2 separate regions of the Oryzias latipes genome follow, and region 2 is linked to region 1. A link is a contact called in public Hi-C data. All regions are on one chromosome and are shown on one strand. Each heading gives the region's core, a stretch centred on a gene start, on an enhancer-like site or on the middle of the called end of the contact. The rest is flanking DNA. Distances are from core to core; before and after follow the strand shown. Region 1 overlaps cbfa2t2 (protein CBFA2T2). Region 2 overlaps cbfa2t2 (protein CBFA2T2).

Region 1 (4,218 bases), core at 372-2,871:
TCTTGCTTGGCAGCTCTAGACTCAGCATCCTTCTACCAATATATTTATTGTCTCTCCTCTGGACATGTCTCAACCATTTCAGTCGGACCTCTCTGACTTTATCTCTAAAACCTCTAACATGTGCTGTCCCTCTGATGTACCCATTCCTGATCCCATTCATCCTGGTCATTCCCAAAGAGAACCTCAGTATCTTCATCTCTGCTTCTTGTCTATTCCTCAGTGCCGCTGTCTCTAGGCTGTCTCTAGGCTAACATAGCTGCTCTCACCACAGTATCCTCCAGTCTCACCATTCCTTTCATTTGAGCTGAAACTCTTCGATCACACATCACACCTGACACTTTTCTCCACCCATTCCAACCTGCCTGCACTCGCTTCTTCACTTCTTTTCCACACACTCCATTACTATGGACTGCTGGGCCTAGATACTTCAAATCCTCCACCTTGTTTATCTTTTCTCCCCGTAACCTCACTCTTCCACTTGGGTTCCTCTTATTCACACATGTACTCCGTCTTACTGCAGCTAACCTTCATTCCTCTCTTTTCCAGGACAAACCTTCACCTCTCTAGCTTCTTCTCTACCTGTTTCCTGCTCTTGCTAAAAATCACAATATCGCAAACATCAAAATCCATGGTGATAACCTCAGCCATCAGCCTGTCCACCAACACTGCAAACAGGCTCAGAGCTGATCCCTTATGTAATCCCACCTCCACCTCGCGCTCCTCTGTCACCTCTACAGCAAACCTCACCGCTGTCTTACGTCCCTCATAACACACTGCTCTGTCACTCCAGACTTCCTCATACATTACAATACCACAGTTTCTCCAGATTGGAGTCCAAAGTACCCTAGCACAAAAGAGATAACAGGTTAAAAAAAAATTAAATTAACAATAAACGCCACTCTCATTAAAAAAAATACTGTAAAAAACATGTCTTTGACCTGTGTCATACACTCTTGAGGTCCAAGCGGAAATGCCTTAATTGTCTAGTAGTGAGCTAACAGTGCCAATACTAAATGTAGCCCATGTGTACATGAGCCCATGTGTTTGCCTGCAGACAGTGGTTCACCAGAAATACTCTAAATCCTCAAGAGGAAACGTTTTCTACTGTTATTTTTTCTTTAGTTTCCTGTACAAAGAATGCACAAAGTCAAGAAGGGCAAATCATTAGCTGGGCCTGTTTACCCTACTTTCCCAGCAGTCATACCATCTGCGAGTGCTTCGTAGGTTGCATAAGGCCTGGCTGATATGACACCTCCGCAAAACCTGTTCCCTTTGTTCCAATTCTTCTCTATCCAATATTATCCAAGTGCTTTTCTTGTTGTCTCTAACGTTGTTTATACATTTTACAATTTCCATGCATCATGAATTATATTATATTTTTATGCTTTGTTGGTTTTTTTTTAAGGGAAATTTTACTCTTCCTCTGCTTTTCCCTGATTGCCTCTCCTCCTGTCATCCCTAACAGCTGACAGAGCAGACCCTGCCTGGTGGTGACACTTCACCGACACGACCCACGCTGACCTGGGCCAGATTACTTGTCCATGTGGGAGCAGATCCAGAGCCAGGGCCAAGGCCAGGGTGGTGGGAGGGGAGGGGAGGAGGAGAGGGGGCTACCGAGGCAAGCAAGATGGCCCTAGTCATCATAATCATTCATTGCCTGCTGTTCCTTCTGTCCTCGCAACCCTCCCACTCTTCATGCTTTTTTGTCCTGCTCATGTCAAGGCCACAAGACGCGTGTATCAGCTGAGCCCAGGATGGTCGGAGTCAACAGGGTCAGGTGGCAGACGCCTGGTTAAGTCTCCTGAGGCTGCAAACTGCTCCCCGGCAGCTCAAACAAACAGCCACTGAAATGCAAAGATAAAGGCAAGCACGCTCTCGCATCGACCCATATGCGCAGATTTCCTTGCAGATCAGGCATTATAATATTAGAGAGGAATAATTGTTGAATTGTGTGTGTGTGTGGGGGGGGGGGGGGGGTTGTTGCTGATGAGGTTTTGTCCAACAGATAGATTGGAATTAAGGAGGGGGACTATAAACACATGACCAGATGGAGAGAGATATAGCCCTATTATATAGATCCCTCGCTCATATGTACGTTTACATTATTCAGTAGGTTATAATGAGTAACCGAAGACTGTGGTGGCGGAAAAAAAAAAAAACCTCAAAGGTTCAGATAGCAGAAGGTGGGCCACAGGTGTACAGGCCTGAGACGTATTCTTCTCATTGACCTCCCATAATCACCTTTCACATTTTCATTCATTACTATCCTGTCTCGGGGCGTCAAAGAGGGCGCATGATGCGTCTAGCCACTGAGGACTGTTTACTACACAGCATGACATTCACATAGTAAAAATGTGTTATGTCTGTGTTTTAATCAATTAAAATCTACGCATCATTGTTTCTTAGTTTTATTCCTTCTTCGTTGTCTTCTGCCTTTCCTTCTGTCAGTGGCTTTCAGGTGCTTATCAACAATGCAACCCGTCATTCAACAGATAAGAAAAATCACTGTCACATCTAGCTCAGTCTGTCCTCTTTCTATCCCTTATCAGTTGATGTGTTTATCTAGTAGCTCATTCTGGTTGGCCTGTAGATGAGGCAGGTGGGGCACACACACACACACACGATGCAGAGAGGCAAGCAGTCAGCCGCTCAGACACTGGTCCATATGGTGGACCTCTGGAGCTGTTGCCCGTGACAGAGGAGGGGAGGGAAGGGTTAGTGGGATACAGAGATGTTTGGAGGACGTCAGGAGCGAGGGGGGTTTAGAGACACAAGGGAAGGCTGAAATTAGTCAGCAGAGCAAAGCAACTGTCCAGTCTATAGGGACACTGGCGTCTGACTGAGCAGTTTGGCGAGTTGAGGGTTGTAATTTTCTCAAACCTCTACGAAAAGTGCAATTTATGTTTCAAAAACGCCTTAAAGTCCCACTTTCATCATCTTTTGATCTAGAGTAAAAGCGTTTCCAGCGACAACGATTACGCAATTTTTTACTACAAAAAAGTGGGTCGTTTTCTAGGACATAGGTTCTATACAGTGGCAGTAGTTCATTAGTAATTTATCATCCATCTTTTTACACACTCTCTCCCTCTACCTTACAGTCTCTCACAACCCCAACCTAACATTACCGGTGCAACAAAAAGGGTGAGCAATACTGGAGCTATCCATCCCTACAGTTTTGAGCCAGACACCAGCTCAGACGAAGAAAAAGAAAGACGTACACGGATCTATCTGTCTTCAAGCCGATGCATCTGAATGGAGCAGAGCAGGGAGCTTGTGGCCTGCCATTGGACGTTTTACGTCACATCTACAAGTTTATCCAACTGGATTTTTTCGTTCACAAGGATTTGAATAAAGAAATACTTTGAAATCCAGTTTGAAGCTTAGTTTTCTTCATATACGCCCTCCATCATGAGAAAAATGCTACAAGTACATGTTAAAAACACATAAAACAAGATTTTTGTCAGAGAGGGCCTTTAACAAGACACGTCCTTCATGTGTATTCATTTTAGAATTTAAAAAAGGCATAGAAAACGACTTCTAAAACAAAAACATTTGATATTTTGTTTTATGAACTTTTCAGTTTATTTATTGCTGCTTCCATTTTTTTTTTTTTTGCTTTAACTCATATATGAGAGTATATTAGTCATGTTCCATTAAACTTCTACTTGTACTTTGTCAACTATCTAGTAGTTTTACAGTTGTACATCATGATTCTTTCAATCTTGATCTCGCCAAATCTCACCAAATCTCATGAGAGTAGCGTTAAAAGGAAAGGCATAAAAGATCGATCGCTACTTTTATGGATCGATTATTGATTTATTAAGCTTGGCTCGATTCATCTATTTTGTATACTTAGCCCTATAGATAAATAAATAAAATTATCCATGAAACATTTAAAAGTCTATAAACTAAAATCACTTAAAGCACATTTTCTGTCTCATTTCAAACTCCTTAACACTCTACAACGCTTCATAGAGCCTGAACAACAACTATTGTTGTAATTGAGGCAATTTCTTCTTTGTGGGATCAATAAAGTTTATTCTATTCTAAAGTACTTCAAAAATAATCAATTAGAAATGCTAAACAAAAATTTCTAGTTAAGTGGGATGCAGGAAACACCCATTTTTTCTTAAAGGACAACACTTTAATTTTGTGTGTGAGCGTTGTGACGAATCCTCCTGCTCCCTTTAAATACTGCTTTAAACCACGATAAGCTGA
Region 2 (4,262 bases), core at 1,036-3,535, 50 kb before region 1:
GCACGCCGTGGAAGCCTGAACCATCCAACAGAAAGTGGAGGATGGTTGCTTCTGTGAAGTGTGCTAGGTCTGATTAATGCACACTTCAAAGGCCATTAACCCACTTATACCATGGTCACTTTCAAAAGAAATAAATATTCAATCAGTTTTTAGAACTTAATTCTTTTATTTCTTCGGATTGGATCGTTTTTTTCACAAAAAGTTGTTACATTCTGACCTCCGACCTCGACCACAACAGCAAAGGAAAGCTATATTTGCTGATGGGTTAAACAAAGCATCAGTTCAGAGAGCAAGTTCACTTCTTACCGCTTGTTTTTGTCCAGATGATGAAACCAAAGTTCGTTTTAAAGAAGCCAGCGCAGTGATATGGAACATTTACGCCATGTGATCGGAACTTCTTTTTTAGGCGTGCATTATCACTTTTTAATGCTGCACAGCAGCCAATCAGCATCAAAATTCACCTGAACCATGGTTAAAAGAGCGCTGAGAAGACTTTGAAAGTGAGAGGAGTGGGAGTCTAATGGATCGGTTTAGTTTCTGCACAGACACTAACCAGCAGGTGATTCGGTCGAAAACAGACGCTTGTAAACGAAGGTGTATACTTTCACATTTAGCACGCGCCTCACTGCTCCGGCATTTATTTGAAGTCAGGCTTCCTGTTGCCGTGATCCTATTTTTCCCTCTTCAATCAGTCCTTTTCTCTAAACATCTTCCTGCTGATAGAAACTTTCCACAGCTGCAGTATCAGCAAAGTGTGTGTGTGTTTTTTTTCCCTAAACTCCGCCTCACCTCGCTGGAATCTTCTTGTTCATTGATGACCATGATGGCGTCCTCCTGAGCCTTCCGCTTTTCCTCGGCGAGCGTCTTCTCCATCTTTGCCCTCTCGGCTGCGATCATCTCGAAAGCCTTCTGCTCCGCCTCGGCCACGGCTTTCTGGACCTCGTCCATGGCTTGACGTTTGACCTCGTTCACCGCTTCCTCTGCACACGAAGGCAGGCACATTTAAGGACCCGCCTGACGGCCTCCAGGCCATTTAAAGAACATGGCGGTTTGACATTAATCTTATTTTGATGGCGTCCTTACCGGCTTTCCTCCAGATCTCATCTGTAACGTATGCTGAGCCGGGCCTCGGGGCGAAATCTCTCTGCGAGTCTGCGGAAAAGACAAAAAAAGCAGGAAGATAAGTCCCCTAAACTGCAAGCAAATGTTCCACTCCTTATGTAATGTGCCTGAAAGTAACCACTCAGTGGGGGGAGTTCAGGTTTTTTGTCCTTTGTTTTGTCCGTAGATCTTCTCCACACATGCGGTGTAATTGCTGGTTGTCAGAGTTTTGGCCTGATCTGAGATCTGACAGCTTTAGAAAGGAATGTGTTTGGCTTGGAGAGATCTGCACACCAACAAGCTGTGTCAACATTCTGAGTGTTCCCTAAAACTCCCCTCCCCGCTTTTCACTCGTGTTTTTGCGCTTAAACCTCTTCCCCAACAATGCTGCCTGGCTCAACGGCGTTTTCCTCATGTCCAATCGCCTTTTATTTCCCCCCTCCTTCATCTGGCGTCATCCACCATCACCAGTGTGCTCTGAGCACAGGAAAAGCGGGCGAGCCCTCCGGCTGGGGGCCCAGATGGCACGCCGGCGAGTTCGCCAGCTCTGGCTCTCTGAACCTGCAGGACGGCAGGACGGCCCTTCTGTGGCCGATATGGCGGGGGCCAGTCCCAGCACCTGTCTGTAACCGGGGAGCAGCAGGAGGATGGCGAGGCTGGCGCTCAGAGAGAGCACTGCCAGTACACAGCAGAACGGGGACCAACTGCCAATGGGCTCACTGACGTGTGACTCAGCCTGCAGTTTCTAGAAGGACCACTAGATGGCGCAGTGAGTGTGAAACAAGTTTTCCAACTTGATTCTGTAAGCCTCTTTCCATATTTACTAACTTTTTACCATGAAGCTCCAGTCTTTGCTTCTTAAATGTGATGCCTCTGCTTAGAGGCAAAAAGATAAAAGACAATCATGAGCAGGATTTTTCCTATGAGAACTGGATCAATGACCCATTTTTGCAAAGATCACAGGAAAGACAACCATTTCTATCAGCTAATTTCTGTTATTAATGCAACACTCAGCTAGAAACAAGTATAAGCAGCCATCATGGAAAGACTTCAGACATCTAGCAGCTTCTTGGCCAGCAGTGAGAGCCCCGATTCTAAAACTGATTTACCAGATTCTGCAGAGTGGGGGCTGTGCGTCTTGGAGAACGGAGCAGAGCCCGATCCTCCTTTGCGAGGGTCCTCCTGCTCGTTGGAGCGGCGCCTCCAGTAGTTCAGCTCCTCCCGATCGGCCTCCTGGCACCGTCTGAGCACGCTCACTGACCTCCGTGTCTTTTCCACCATGTCCACTATACAGTTCAGCACCTAGAGGAACAAAAGAGTTGCTGCAATGTGGACTGTTTGTGTAAAATAACACCATCTCATCATGGGAACGTTTGCTAAACTCAAAACAAAGAAAAGAAATCTGTTTAAACACCGTCAGAAAACACATCCATTATCTTAGCACACAGCAGAAATCTAAAACACTGCAAAAACCGAATGTTTAGATTTGTTTCAGGAAAAAAAAATGTCTTATTTTCTGGTTTGCCATAAAAATGTTATCAAGAAAGTTTTTCAGTAGCGGAATAATCTAAGTTGAGAAAACATGACTTAGTGACTAGAATTGTTTTCTAAGTATTAGAATTCTTGCTGAGACTTATTTTTACCTTAATGGCAGATTTGTTTGCATTTTAAAAGAAAATCTGCTAACAGATTAGGAATTTTGGAATGATTTCTGATGCTACCCTCACCCTGCTTATGTGACGCTCATCCTTGAACGCGGATTTAGCCTCTGCTGTTCACACTGGACTGTCGCTAGCCGACACAGTGTATCACAGTGTTTGTTTATCCCGACTGGAGCAGTCTGTCGGTGTGAAGGGCACAGCACTCAGTTGGTTCAGTTCATATTTATGTGGCAGGAGTTTTTCTGTCCAACTAGGACAGTGCTCTTCTTCAGAGGCTCCGCTCAAATATGGTGTACCCCAGGGCTCAGTTTTAGGCCCGCTTTTATTCTCACTTTATCTGCTGCCACTGGGGTCCATTTTTAGGAAATATAATGTGTCATTCCACTGCTACGCAGATGATATCCAGATCTATCTTCCCCTAAAATCTGGAGGAGTGGAGGGTCTCAACAGATTGCAGAACTGCTTAGCAGACATCAAGTCTTGGATGGAGCTGAACTTCCTCTGTCTGAACAAAAACAAGACAGAGGTGTTTGTTTTTGGAAAGTCTGACTTGCTGACAGGCTGCTGTAGGGCTGTTGGCCCCCTGGACCCTTCAGATGCTCCGTTCATTAGAAATCTTGGGGTAAACCTTGACAGGCATTTTAAATTTGACAAACAGGTCAGTCTTGTAGTCCAGTCTAGTTTTTATCACTTAAGGCTAATTAGCAAAGTCAAGCCATATCTACCTCCTCACGCTTTGCAACAAGTGATTCACGCCTTGATCTTCTCTAGACTGGACTACTGTAACTCTCTGTACAGTGGTATGGATCAGTCTCTGCTCCGCCGTCTCCAGCTGGTTCAAAATTCAGCGGCCCGCCTGTTAACGGGGACCAGACGGTGTGAGCATATAACCCCGATATTACGCTCACTTCACTGGCTGCCTGTGTCTTTTAGAATTTCTTTTAAGATTCTACTTTTGGTTTTTAAATGTCTGAATAGTCTGGCACCTCAGTATCTTTCTGAGCTTTTGCATGTTTATCGCCCATGTCGAGTCCTAAGGTCTGAAGATCAAATGCTTTTAGTGGTTCCCAGGACTCGGCTTGTGACTCGGGGAGACAGAGCCTTTTCAGTTGCAGGTCCTACACTCTGGAATGCTCTCCCCTATTCTGTGAGGTCTGCCAGAACTGTCAGTAATTTTAAGACTCTTTTAAAAACACATCTTTTTACTCAGGCTTTTAACTTCAGTGAGCGTATCTAGTGGGACTTGTTCATTTTATTAATTTTATTCTTTTATTGTTTTTATTGTTTTATTTCTTTTATTGTTCAATTGATTTTATTGTTTTATTGTGATTGTTTCTTTATTGCATCATATTGTTTGGGATTTTATTGGATTTTATGTTAAGCACTTTGGTTGCCTTGGCTTTTATAAGTGCTATACAAATAATAAATTGATTGATAAATTGATTGATTGATACCAGAAGAGGATCCTGGAAGAGGCTTGGAGGGAAATGTGGGGATGGT

The links. Hi-C and Micro-C count contacts between places; a contact is called where the count stands out from the background.
Region 2: a contact with region 1 is called in a Hi-C map of embryo, with 2.0 times the contacts expected there. The contact joins two enhancer-like sites. A contact is called at or near these places in 4 of 5 Hi-C or Micro-C datasets (embryo, fibroblasts and gastrula embryo).

Annotation. Positions count from the first base shown.
Region 1 is chr5:11,982,629-11,986,846 of ASM223467v1, reverse strand. The region is part of intron 1 of cbfa2t2 (protein CBFA2T2); the gene reads right to left. Among protein-coding and RNA genes, the nearest start is that of snta1, 6.6 kb to the right of the region's middle. Within about 2 kb of position 1,621, at least 5 of the 8 cell types and tissues checked have an H3K27ac peak or open chromatin away from gene starts, as enhancers often do. A contact at or near this core is called in embryo, where this site is marked.
Region 2 is chr5:12,033,239-12,037,500 of ASM223467v1, reverse strand. It overlaps cbfa2t2 (protein CBFA2T2), which reads right to left. Exons shown (of 12, transcript XM_020703203.2): 9 at 2,211-2,403; 10 at 1,084-1,152; 11 at 790-980. Among protein-coding and RNA genes, the nearest start is that of LOC101165723, 23 kb to the right of the region's middle. Within about 2 kb of position 2,285, at least 2 of the 8 cell types and tissues checked have an H3K27ac peak or open chromatin away from gene starts, as enhancers often do. A contact at or near this core is called in embryo, where this site is marked.